Regions from separate parts of the Zea mays genome. Here all the other regions are linked to region 2. A link is a contact called in public Hi-C data. All regions are on one chromosome and are shown on one strand. Each heading gives the region's core, a stretch centred on a gene start, on an enhancer-like site or on the middle of the called end of the contact. The rest is flanking DNA. Distances are from core to core; before and after follow the strand shown.

Region 1 (3,401 bases), core at 516-3,015, 200 kb before region 2:
TCCTTTCCACTAGCTCGAAAAAAAATCGAGCTCAAACCCTAGCTCTACCCCGGCGGCGGCGAAGACGATGCCAGCACCTCAAAGCCCGCCTCCGCGTTCCTCCTTCCCTCCCCTCTTGTCCCAATCTTGTCCTTGGCGTCATGTCGATTCGGGCTTCTATGAGCACTGTTCGTCCAGTCTCCGCGGGTGTAGTTCCCCTCTGGCAGAGTCGTGGGCGTGGCTGGCACTGCCGTCATGAGTGTCTCTAGCAGCAGGCGTCATCGATCCCACCGCTCGCTGGTGCTGCTTCCGGTTGACGGTTGACGCAGTCACCGCCGGCTCAGCCCCCGCTAGCGCTGCTCTTCATCGGCAGTTGACACGGGGGCTGGCTACCTCAGGGTCCGCTCCCCTTCATCATCGTCGACCTCTTCTGGCACTTTGTGCATCGACAGATCTAGGGGGGCACGCCTTCGGATCTTGTGCCCTCGCGTTTCGACGCGATGGTTTAGGCCGTTCGTTTAGCTATCGGTTGGCAGTCGGCTGCCATCGTCGTCTTGCGGAGGTCCGCACTGTGGCTTTCGTCAAGTGACTGTATCTCCTCCTCGCAACGACGTCTTCATAGCCAGTGTTGTTCATACATACTTTGTGACTTGTATCATCTTAGAATCGATCGACGAATTCGCTTACTTAGATGACGCGTCATCTTTAGATGGATCCTACGGATTGATTTTGTGTGCCAATTGGCGTGTTCGCGAATAAGTCATCGTAGATGTGCTTATCTATGGGGTGTTGTGTCTGTCATAGAGTTTGTGGTCATTATTATAGGCTAAGACTGAGTGGTATGCCATCACGAGCTCGGTTTGGGGGTGGTGGTGGAATTTTGGATCTCCGATATGGTAGTACTGTGTTTATTGTTTCTTTGATTTCAGGGAGAAATATCTAGGTCTGATCTTAGTTGGTTGTACCTGGCAACGGTCTCGCTGGAGCCATTGTTTGAAATTCAAGGAGTTGTTTTCTATGGTGGAAACTTTGGTTCTGGCCTTAACTTATTGGCTCATACAACAGCGGTGCGTGAGCGTATCGTATTCTCTTTGGAGATGTTGTTGTTGGAGAGCCTTCACGGGATCTAAGTGTTGCTTTGTTAGGGGTTGGTTCTGAAGTCTAAGTTGTGTGGCGTCGGTTATTGTCACTGTGACATGATAACTATTGGTATGTCTTTTTTTTATTTTTCGTGGCTGTGTACACCCTATTTGTGTAGAGGCCGTAAGACTTCTTAGTGTAATTGTATCACTCGATGTAATTGGCTAAGATTAATAAAGCTTCCTTTTAAAGAACAAATGGGTAAGACTTCTTAGTGTAATTGTATCACTCGATGTAATTGGCTAAGATTAATAAAGCTTCCTTTTAAAGAACAAATGGGTGAAAGGAACTGTCCCTCATACACATACGGAAAATTAAAAAAAAAAACTAAAACACAACGCTCGCGCGAACTTGGCGGCGAACGAGATTCAGTTAATTCCTAATTGAAGTCCTTTCGAGTAATAGGCTGCTTCGCACCAGCTTTATCTATCAAGTTTCAAGTAGTGATGTGCCTGTCTACTGCGAGTTGCGAGGTAGTCTGCTCGCGTGTGACTTAAGGAAAGAGACCGTCCTGGTCCTGCGCCGCCGCGGCTTTAAAACAATCTCACCTCGGTGCTCCCTGTCCGAATCGACACCACTCGCACAAGCGTGCCCACAAGAGTGTCTGTGCATCGCAGAAAGAGAGAGAAGAAAAAAAGGGGCAGCATGAACTCGCCACCTCCGCTGGCCAGGGGCCTCATGGCCGTGTACCGCCGGGTCGTGGACAACATCCTCGCCGTCGTGGCGGTGCCGGTCGCCGCGGCCGCGCTGGTCGCCGCGGCGCGGTTCGGGCCGCCGGAGGAACTGGCCGGCCGGCTCGGTGAGGTGCGACCCGCGCACCTCTTCCTCGCCGCGTTCGTCCCGGCCGCGGCTGCCACGGTGTACCTCATGCTGCGGCCGCGGGCGGTGTACCTGGTGGACTACGCCTGCTTCCGCACGGCGTCCAACTGCCGCGTCCCCTTCTCCACCTTCCTGGAGCACGCGAAGCAGGTGCCTGTTGGAACCGGACCGCCGACACACGGCGTGTCCGTTGGGGCCGCCCGCACACACGGCGCGCCCACCCAGGCTGTCGGGCCGCGACACACGCGCCCGCACGTATAGCAGCGGGCTTTTAGGTCTCTTGGGCCAAAACTCCCCAAAAAGCTAGCCTGTCAGGGGTTGCACCCTCAACCTTATAAACCATGCTATCACACTCTCACCACACAATGTGGGACTATTCCCAACAATCTCCCCCTCACACATTGTGAGCCGAAATTTATCTGAGAATGCACTGGGCCAACCTGCCTCTGATACCAATTGTTGGAACCGGACCGCCGACACACGGCGTGTCCGTTGGGGCCGCCCGCACACACGGCGCGCCCACCCAGGCTGTCGGGCCGCGACACACGCGCCCGCACGTATAGCAGCGGGCTTTTAGGTCTCTTGGGCCAAAACTCCCCCAAAAAGCTAGCCTGTCAGGGGTTGCACCCTCAACCTTATAAACCATGCTATCACACTCTCACCACACAATGTGGGACTATTCCCAACAGTGCCGGTGCTCAACGAGCGCAGCATCCGGTTCATGACCAAGCTGCTGGAGCGCTCGGGGCTCGGGGAGGAGACGTGCCTGCCCCCCGCGCACCACTACATCCCGCCCTACAAGTACTGCACCATCGACGCGGCGCGCGGCGAGGTGGACCTCGTCGTCTTCTCGACGCTCGACGACCTGTTCGCCAAGACGGGCGTCAGCCCCGGCGCCATCGACATCGTCGTCGCCAACTGCAGCCTCTTCTGCCCCACGCCGTCCTTGGTCGACATGATCATAAACAGGTACGGGCTGCGCAGCGACGTCCGCAGCGTGCACCTCTCCGGCATGGGGTGCAGCGCCGGGCTCATCTCCGTGGGGCTCGCCAGGAACCTCCTCCAGGTCGCTCCGGAAGGCACGCACGCGCTGGTCGTCTCCACGGAGACCATCACGCCCAACTACTACGTCGGCAGCGAGCGTGCCATGCTCCTTCCCAACTGCCTCTTCCGCATAGGCGGCGCCGCGGCGTTGCTGTCCAACTCCCCGGCCAAGGCCAGGTTCCGCCTCAAGCACGTCGTGCGCACGCTCACCGGCGCGCAGGACAACGCGTACACGTGCGTGTTCCAGCAGGAGGACGACAGCGGCAACGTCGGGATCAACCTGAACAAGGACCTGATGACCATCGCCGGGAACGCGCTCAAGGCCAACATCACCGCCATGGGACCCCTCGTCCTCCCGGCCTCGGAGCAGCTCCTGTTCGCCCTCTCCTTCATCGCGCGGAAGGTGCTCAGCGGCAAGT
Region 2 (3,167 bases), core at 184-2,683:
CTGTTGTGTTGTGTTTCCTACCAAGGAAGGCATCCCTTTGATATCTAAGAACTCTTGTTAACACATGAGTGCCATCAATGGCACCAATACAGTCCTACATATTAGGGCAAACATTTGTTACTACAAACCCAACATGAAAAGAAGTGATGTGTTTGGATTTGGCTGACCTTGAAATAGGGGTACCATTTGTGGCTATCTCTAATTTTGGTTGGTGTAGCAGTTGAAGGTGGCAAGATCATTTCATTCCTCAGTTCACCAACAACATACAATACTTTCCCCGAAGTATCTACTGATGGTCTCAATAGACCTTCGAAAGGTCATGTGTATAACTCTAAACCTTTGGTTATGACCTACCACATGTAAAAACATGGCAACCTGCCCTTTTACTGAGCTATGAACACTATATCTCAATAGTTGCTTAGTGAGAAAAAGTTCACACAACTGCATAAATTTGATTAGCGACATGATTTCATCAGATTTATCGGTGAACCATGCCGATGCGGCAGCTCGCTAGCGTGGACGAGTAAAGACCCTCGTGGCCCACCAAGATGCGTCGATAATCCCCTTGCTGATCCCACCGGCTTTAAAAACTAGCCATTCCTTCTCCTTCCTCTCCCGCTCAGAAGATCACACTCGCTTTTAGCAGCTGAGTGTTGAGCTCACTCTCACAGTCTCACGCACACTCCACAGTGCCATTCGTCTCGTTCGAGCACGCACGCGCTCGCGCCAGCAGGTCCGACGACAGCAAACAGAATGAGCTTGTGGCCAGCTCATCAGCTGAGGCAGCTACAGGATGCGGCCGTGATCAGCCCCATCGCCATCGACATCGTGTGGTGGTCAAATGCAGCATGTTCGCGCTCATCCCGTCCTTCACGGACATGATCATCAACAGGTACGGGATGCGGCCGGACATCAGCAACGCGCACCTGTCCGGGACGGGATGGGATGGGATGCGACTCGCGGTCCTCTAGATCGTGTACCCTTCTCTCTTTTTTAAAAAACTTTTTTCTAAATTTTTTTAGGCTAGTTTGGGAACTCTACTTTTCAAAGGATTCCTATTTTATAAGGGAAAATGAACTAATTTTAATTAAGAAAAGAATAATCCCTTGAAAAAAATAGGGTTACCAAACTAGAACTAATAAATAACTTTTGCCCGTTTAAAAAAAGGAAAAATGTACAGCGAGTTGGATCGATTACATGCATTGCTAGCAAAATGTACTGTGACAAGTGAAGTTACTGTTACTACTGCCCATGGCAAAGATGGATGGGCACGTACGATGCTGCATTGCATTGCATTGCACTTGCACTTGCACTTGCCTCGCTCGATGCGGCTCTGGCCGCGTGCGCCCTCTGCGCCGGCCAGCCTCAGGGCGTCCGTTTTCAATTCTTGCCGTGCCGGGCGTGTGCTGCTTCTGCTGTTCGGTCGAGTCCGGCCGGCGCCCATTTATCGCGACCCTGCCGCTGGCAGCGCCACGAGCCCACGACCAAGGATGGCGGCCAGTAGCTGGATCCGTGCGCGTTATTTTTATACAAATGTGTCGGAGCATGGCAAGGGCCAGATGTTCGGCCGGGCCGTGACGGGCCGCCATGAATGCACGTGGAATCTTTGACCGGGCTTGCCACCGCTAACCGCTCGCTAGGCCAGTCAAAATGTAGTTTTATAGAAGTTTTATTCACATTAAAATAATGTATCATGTCAGCAATTTAGATAACATGACAAGCCATTGATAAAAAAATATGAAATAGGCTCTCGCATGTTACCTATACAAATAGTGCTGAATAAAACTCTTCACCATGAGAGACAACTTTAATCAATATTTCATTTTTCTTTTCTGATTATGTGGTATATTTTAAACACAAATATGAAATCTATCATGGTCTTACATACTATACTTTGAGCCCTTTTTTTCTTAAAAGCTTTTTCTGAGAATCTGAATTACTGGATAATCTAGCTGTTACAAGAATTTAAATATCGTGGGGCTTACGTGCGGAATAAGATTAAAAGGTCTACACGATTTAGTGTTTAGAAAGCGATGGATTTCTTCCGTCATGACGACTCGACATATTCTACATTCACATTCATTTAGACTGTTTTTACAAAAACGATTCTCACAGAAACAGACTGATAAACGAAACGTTTAGCTTGCACAAGTCGATTCTAACGGTCATAAACCCAAATAAAACAGGCCAGGCTGCCGCCCACGGCTGTGCACGCTAGTATTGAGCCCAGGTGTCTAACCTAGAATGTGTGCTATTATGTTGTATCAGTGGCGTAACTAGGGGTATGCTAGGTATGCCCTACATACTCCACGTGTCCAGCATATATGCTGTATATATACGAATATATTTATAAAAAAATAAAAAAATTATCTAAAAATGGCAACATAGAAAGAATATTGTGCTAATTATCTTGTAGCTTGTAATTTTTTGTGTTCAAGGCTATGACCTTAAGACTTATCAACGAAGTCTCGAGGTGGGTTGTTGAACGGACAATACAATCATAAAATCAACAATCCAGCATTTGATCGCTTAAATTTTTTGACAAGCACGACTCGTGAAATGCCACTGAATACTAGACTGCTTGGTGTAGGATTAAGTCAAGATAATTGTGTATTTAGAAGGTCCAACTAAAAAAATTAGATAATCCCTTTTCATACCTACACTACATTTTATAAACTATCGTTATAGCTTTTCATCTATTTTATACTCCATACATCCCAAAAATATAATTTGTTTTAGACTTAATATACATTCATTAATTAATCTATGAATGTAGTTTGCGTGTATGTCTATATTTATTATCATCTATTCGAATGTGGATGTAAAAAGGGCTAGAAAGAACTTTATTTTGAGATGGAGGGAGTATTATAGTTTGAGAATATTTTTAACTTGGTTTTTATATGTAAGGCTTATTATTGTTTTAACCTAATCTTTAAATATAAGATTTAATGTGTAATTTAGTGTATGCATACCCATTAATGTTCAAATTTTAAAACTATCACTGAATTATCAAATATTTGATCGAAATAATTTGATTAAATGTACATGTAAAATTTAGTTGATATATGACACTGTGTTATATGCATGTGCAGCGGTGCTTCTAGCGTGGCTGGTGGCCTGGTGCTTGCCAATGCCAGCCAACCTGACCACCGGAGGATAAGAATTTT
Region 3 (3,557 bases), core at 84-2,583, 190 kb after region 2:
CAATCCAATCGAACCAATCTATTTCCCTTTATTTTAGTCATTTACCTTTTTATTTTTCAACTTTAGATATATTCCAACCCCTTCTCCCTCTCTTATGTTCTACATTGACTTGATGAGTTCTAGGTGGCCTATCGATACTAGAACAACCCTAAAGTCCATTCTCCCTGACGGGGTCCCTCCCGGGAGGTTAGATCTATGTTTACCCGTGAGCTCTCTACTCGTTGCGGATGGTCCTGTGACCTACCGCAGACGGTCTGCCAACCCACAAAGCCGACCCAAGGTTCTGCAATAGGTCATATGGTTCGTTAGTATTTGTCCCCAAAAGGCGCAAACATATCTTTTGGTGACCTACCTTAGTAGACGTTCTGTCAACCCGTAGAGCCGATCCTAAGGTCTTGCACACCGTGCACATGTTGTAGGGTTCGTTAGTATTGGGCTAAAAAGACGCAACAATATAGTATTGTTCATGTTTAGTTTAGAATGTTTATATTGGCTAGATTATCCATTAATTCTAATCCTAACCGGTGAGTACGTATTTTGGCATATTAGCATGTTTGGATTTTGCATACACCAATTTATCAAGTTGTGGTATTTACTTGAACAGTTTATAAGTCGTTGGATCAATTTGTAGTCACCTGTTAAGTTATGGTACGATGGACATAATTTGCTCTAATTTTTTAACTATGTTGTTTACTTTTTATAGAGGAAAACACATAATTTCTATTTAATAGTACGGTGTTTGTGCGTTGCGACGACATATAAGAACAAAAATTACACTTTATTTTAGCTAACAAGCCTAGAAAAATATGAGTTGAAAAAGAACCTGACCCTTAGCCTGTTCGGTTGCTCGCTCATCTTTACCTAACGAGATGATACTACGAGGAGCATTGCGCTGCGTGCGACGACTTCTGTCGTGTTGGGTTTGTGGGGTTCTCACGACCTATTTGTTCAGTAACGGCCCCACTAATAGGGGCTTGAGTGGTTTTAACGATCTATCTATAGGGTAACAACCCACTGATAGAGAAGAAGAATAGACCTACACGCTTTGCGCATGTTGCAGAACAACTATCGAAACTGACGTTTTATAGCAGTAGAGATAGAGAAGAGAGAGAAGAGAAACATATTTATTGCGAGTGAGAAGCTGACCAGGTGATTAGTTGTAGCCCAGCACGAGCCCATAACAAAACCACTTTCCCAGCCCATAACGACCACTGCGTGACCGCGTACACCGGTCCCACTGTGCAGTGTGATGGCATCGCGCACGTTCCGCTCCAATGTTTTCAGCGATTTCATCCCGTTCCCTCTCCACGATTCAAAAATTTCCCCTTTCCCACTCCCAAAACCCACTCCGCCTCCTCCGTGTACGGTGTACCCCATGGCGCCCGCCGCGGCCGTCATCGGCGCTGGAGATTCCGATCGTCTCGCGCGCGAGGTGGCGCGGGTGCTGGACGAGTGCCGCGCATCCCACGCCGTGCAACCGCGTAAGCTGCGGGAGCTCGCGGCCCTCCGCTCCTCTTCAGGAGGCGGCGGCCGCCTCTTCATCGCAGCCTTCCACGTCGCTGTCACGCCGCTCTTCGCCCTCGCCCGCCGATCCGCTGAATCTGACCGCGTCGCCCGCTTCATCTCTGCCTTCGCGTCCGCTTCCGCATCATCGGCCGACGATGGTGGGAACGGGTTCCTCGAGGAGTTCCTTCGGTTCCTCGTCACCGCGTCCAAGGCCGCGCACCGTCCCGCGCGATTCCGCGCATGCCAAATCATCTCTGAGGTGACCTAAGAAAAACACTGGAAACGTTGCCTCCATTTTAGTGAAAAACTAGTTTCCCTTAGTCAGCACGCTATAGAGGTGTTTATAGATGTTAAATGTATGTTGTGTTTAATTGTGTTCTTTTTCTACTGAGCTTAGGTTCAGCTCTCTTGTGCAAATATGCTTCAATAAAGCACTTGTCCGGATGTTGCCCTTGTAACAAGTTGCCTGATTTATTTAGTCATCATCAGTCATATTTTGTTCTAGTTGCGCCGAAGTGTTATGGCAAGTCCTTCATTTGCATATTGTTGACCCCTTCGACTCAGATTGCATTTGCAATTCTGCTTGCAGATTATAATGCGGCTGCCAGATGATGCTGAGGTGAGCGATGAGATTTGGGATGAAGTAATTGATGGCATGAAGGTCCGGGTTCAAGATAAGAATGCTGCAATTCGCACTTATGCTGTGCGAGCATTGTCCCGTTTTGCAGTTGAAGGAGAGGATGGTGGCATTGTTGACCTATTCCTCGAGACCCTAGACAATGAGCCGAATGCTGTATGTGATATCGTTCTTAATAGCTTACTAGTATTCGACGTGTTCATCTCTCTGTATCTAATTGTGGCCTTGTTTCATTTTTGAAGGAGGTTCGGAAGACAATAGTTTTTTCTCTTCCACCATCAAATAATACACTAGAGAGCGTAGTTGAATCAATGCTTGACATTAGTGAATCAGTTAGACGAGCAGCATATTCTGTGCTTGCAACTAAATTTCCCCTGCAGACTCTTAGGTGAGTAATCACATACATTGGAATTAGAACAGACCAATGCACGTGCATGAAAAGCACAAAACTTACTGTATCAGTGAATTTTTATTCTTTGTTTTGTTTTGGTTTCAGCATTAAGCAAAGGACTACTGTCCTTCACAGGGGCCTATCTGATAGGTCTGCTTCAGTAAACAACGAGTGCCTGAAGATGCTGAAGGATGAGTGGCTTGTTAAGTACTGTGGAGGGGATGTGATTTCCCTTCTCAGATTTCTTGATGTCGAGACATATGAATCAGTTGGAGAATCTGTAATGGCAGTGCTTCTAAAAGATGGTGCTTTGCGAGTGCAAGATGGGCACAGTATTAGGCAGTACTTCACTGCAAATGGTGAAAAAGGTTCTTCATCCCAGTCTGTCTCCTACTTTCAAACTGACCTTTCTCCAGATTTTGTTGCTCAGTTCATGTTCATTGTGAATATGAATCTCTGACAAAGGACAAAGTAACTAACTCCAATGAAATGAATAAACCTGAAAGATAACCCCATGCAATCTATGTTTTTTCAAGTTCGTTTGTTTGAAAACACAGAAGAATCAAGTTGTCTCTGCTCATTCATCCTCTTTCTGCTGCTCGGTATCATCATTCTTATAATATTTTCAGCAGAACGAGATTCCAATATTCAACTCATGGATGCTGAGGTTGCTCTTTACTGGAAAATCATGTGCAAGCATTTGCAAGCTGAAGCTCAGGTGACCACCAGATTATTTTACCTTGTTATGCAACATTTTTATGCTACTTTTGGAAGAAGCTAATTCTTAACATTGTATTGTTATCAACTGTTCAATGTAGTGTAGATACACACAGAAGTATAACATTTCTTTTGTTGAAAATTTGACCTTTGCTTTTGCTATAATAGTATAATTTTGCATGCCGAAGTGTGGTATCAGTAACTAGCTCTAGGATGCTGTCATGTGGGGTCTCCCCTATAACCGTCGGAGGCGCGCAAGAGACGGAAGGCGCGCTGCAGAGAGAGCAGCAGAAATGGAAAGCCAGG

Evidence for each region. A called contact is a pair of places that touch in the nucleus more often than the background predicts.
Region 1: a contact with region 2 is called in a Hi-C map of ear, with 5 times the contacts expected there. The contact joins the promoter of LOC103638222 here to the enhancer-like site in region 2. A contact is called at or near these places in 2 of 25 Hi-C or Micro-C datasets (ear and tassel).
Region 3: a Hi-C map of leaf shows a contact between it and region 2, with 9 times the contacts expected there. The contact joins the promoter of LOC100381508 here to the enhancer-like site in region 2. A contact is called at or near these places in 5 of 25 Hi-C or Micro-C datasets (bundle sheath, ear, endosperm and 2 more) and 1 of 3 datasets of contacts at active chromatin or transcription factors (leaf).

What each region holds. Positions count from the first base shown.
Region 1 is chr9:33,586,186-33,589,586 of Zm-B73-REFERENCE-NAM-5.0, reverse strand. LOC103638222 (3-ketoacyl-CoA synthase 5) reads left to right here and starts at 1,765. Exons shown (of 2, transcript XM_020544094.2): 1 at 1,765-2,096; 2 at 2,632-3,401. The coding sequence starts at 1,765.
Region 2 is chr9:33,391,062-33,394,228 of Zm-B73-REFERENCE-NAM-5.0, reverse strand. No RefSeq gene overlaps it. Among protein-coding and RNA genes, the nearest start is that of LOC100274657, 41 kb to the right of the region's middle. Within about 2 kb of position 1,433, at least 15 of the 20 cell types and tissues checked have an H3K27ac peak or open chromatin away from gene starts, as enhancers often do. A contact at or near this core is called in bundle sheath, ear, leaf and 1 more, where this site is marked.
Region 3 is chr9:33,201,868-33,205,424 of Zm-B73-REFERENCE-NAM-5.0, reverse strand. It overlaps LOC100381508, which reads left to right and starts at 1,333. Exons shown (of 12, transcript NM_001361435.1): 1 at 1,333-1,765; 2 at 2,096-2,299; 3 at 2,386-2,531; 4 at 2,640-2,902; 5 at 3,164-3,252. The coding sequence starts at 1,376.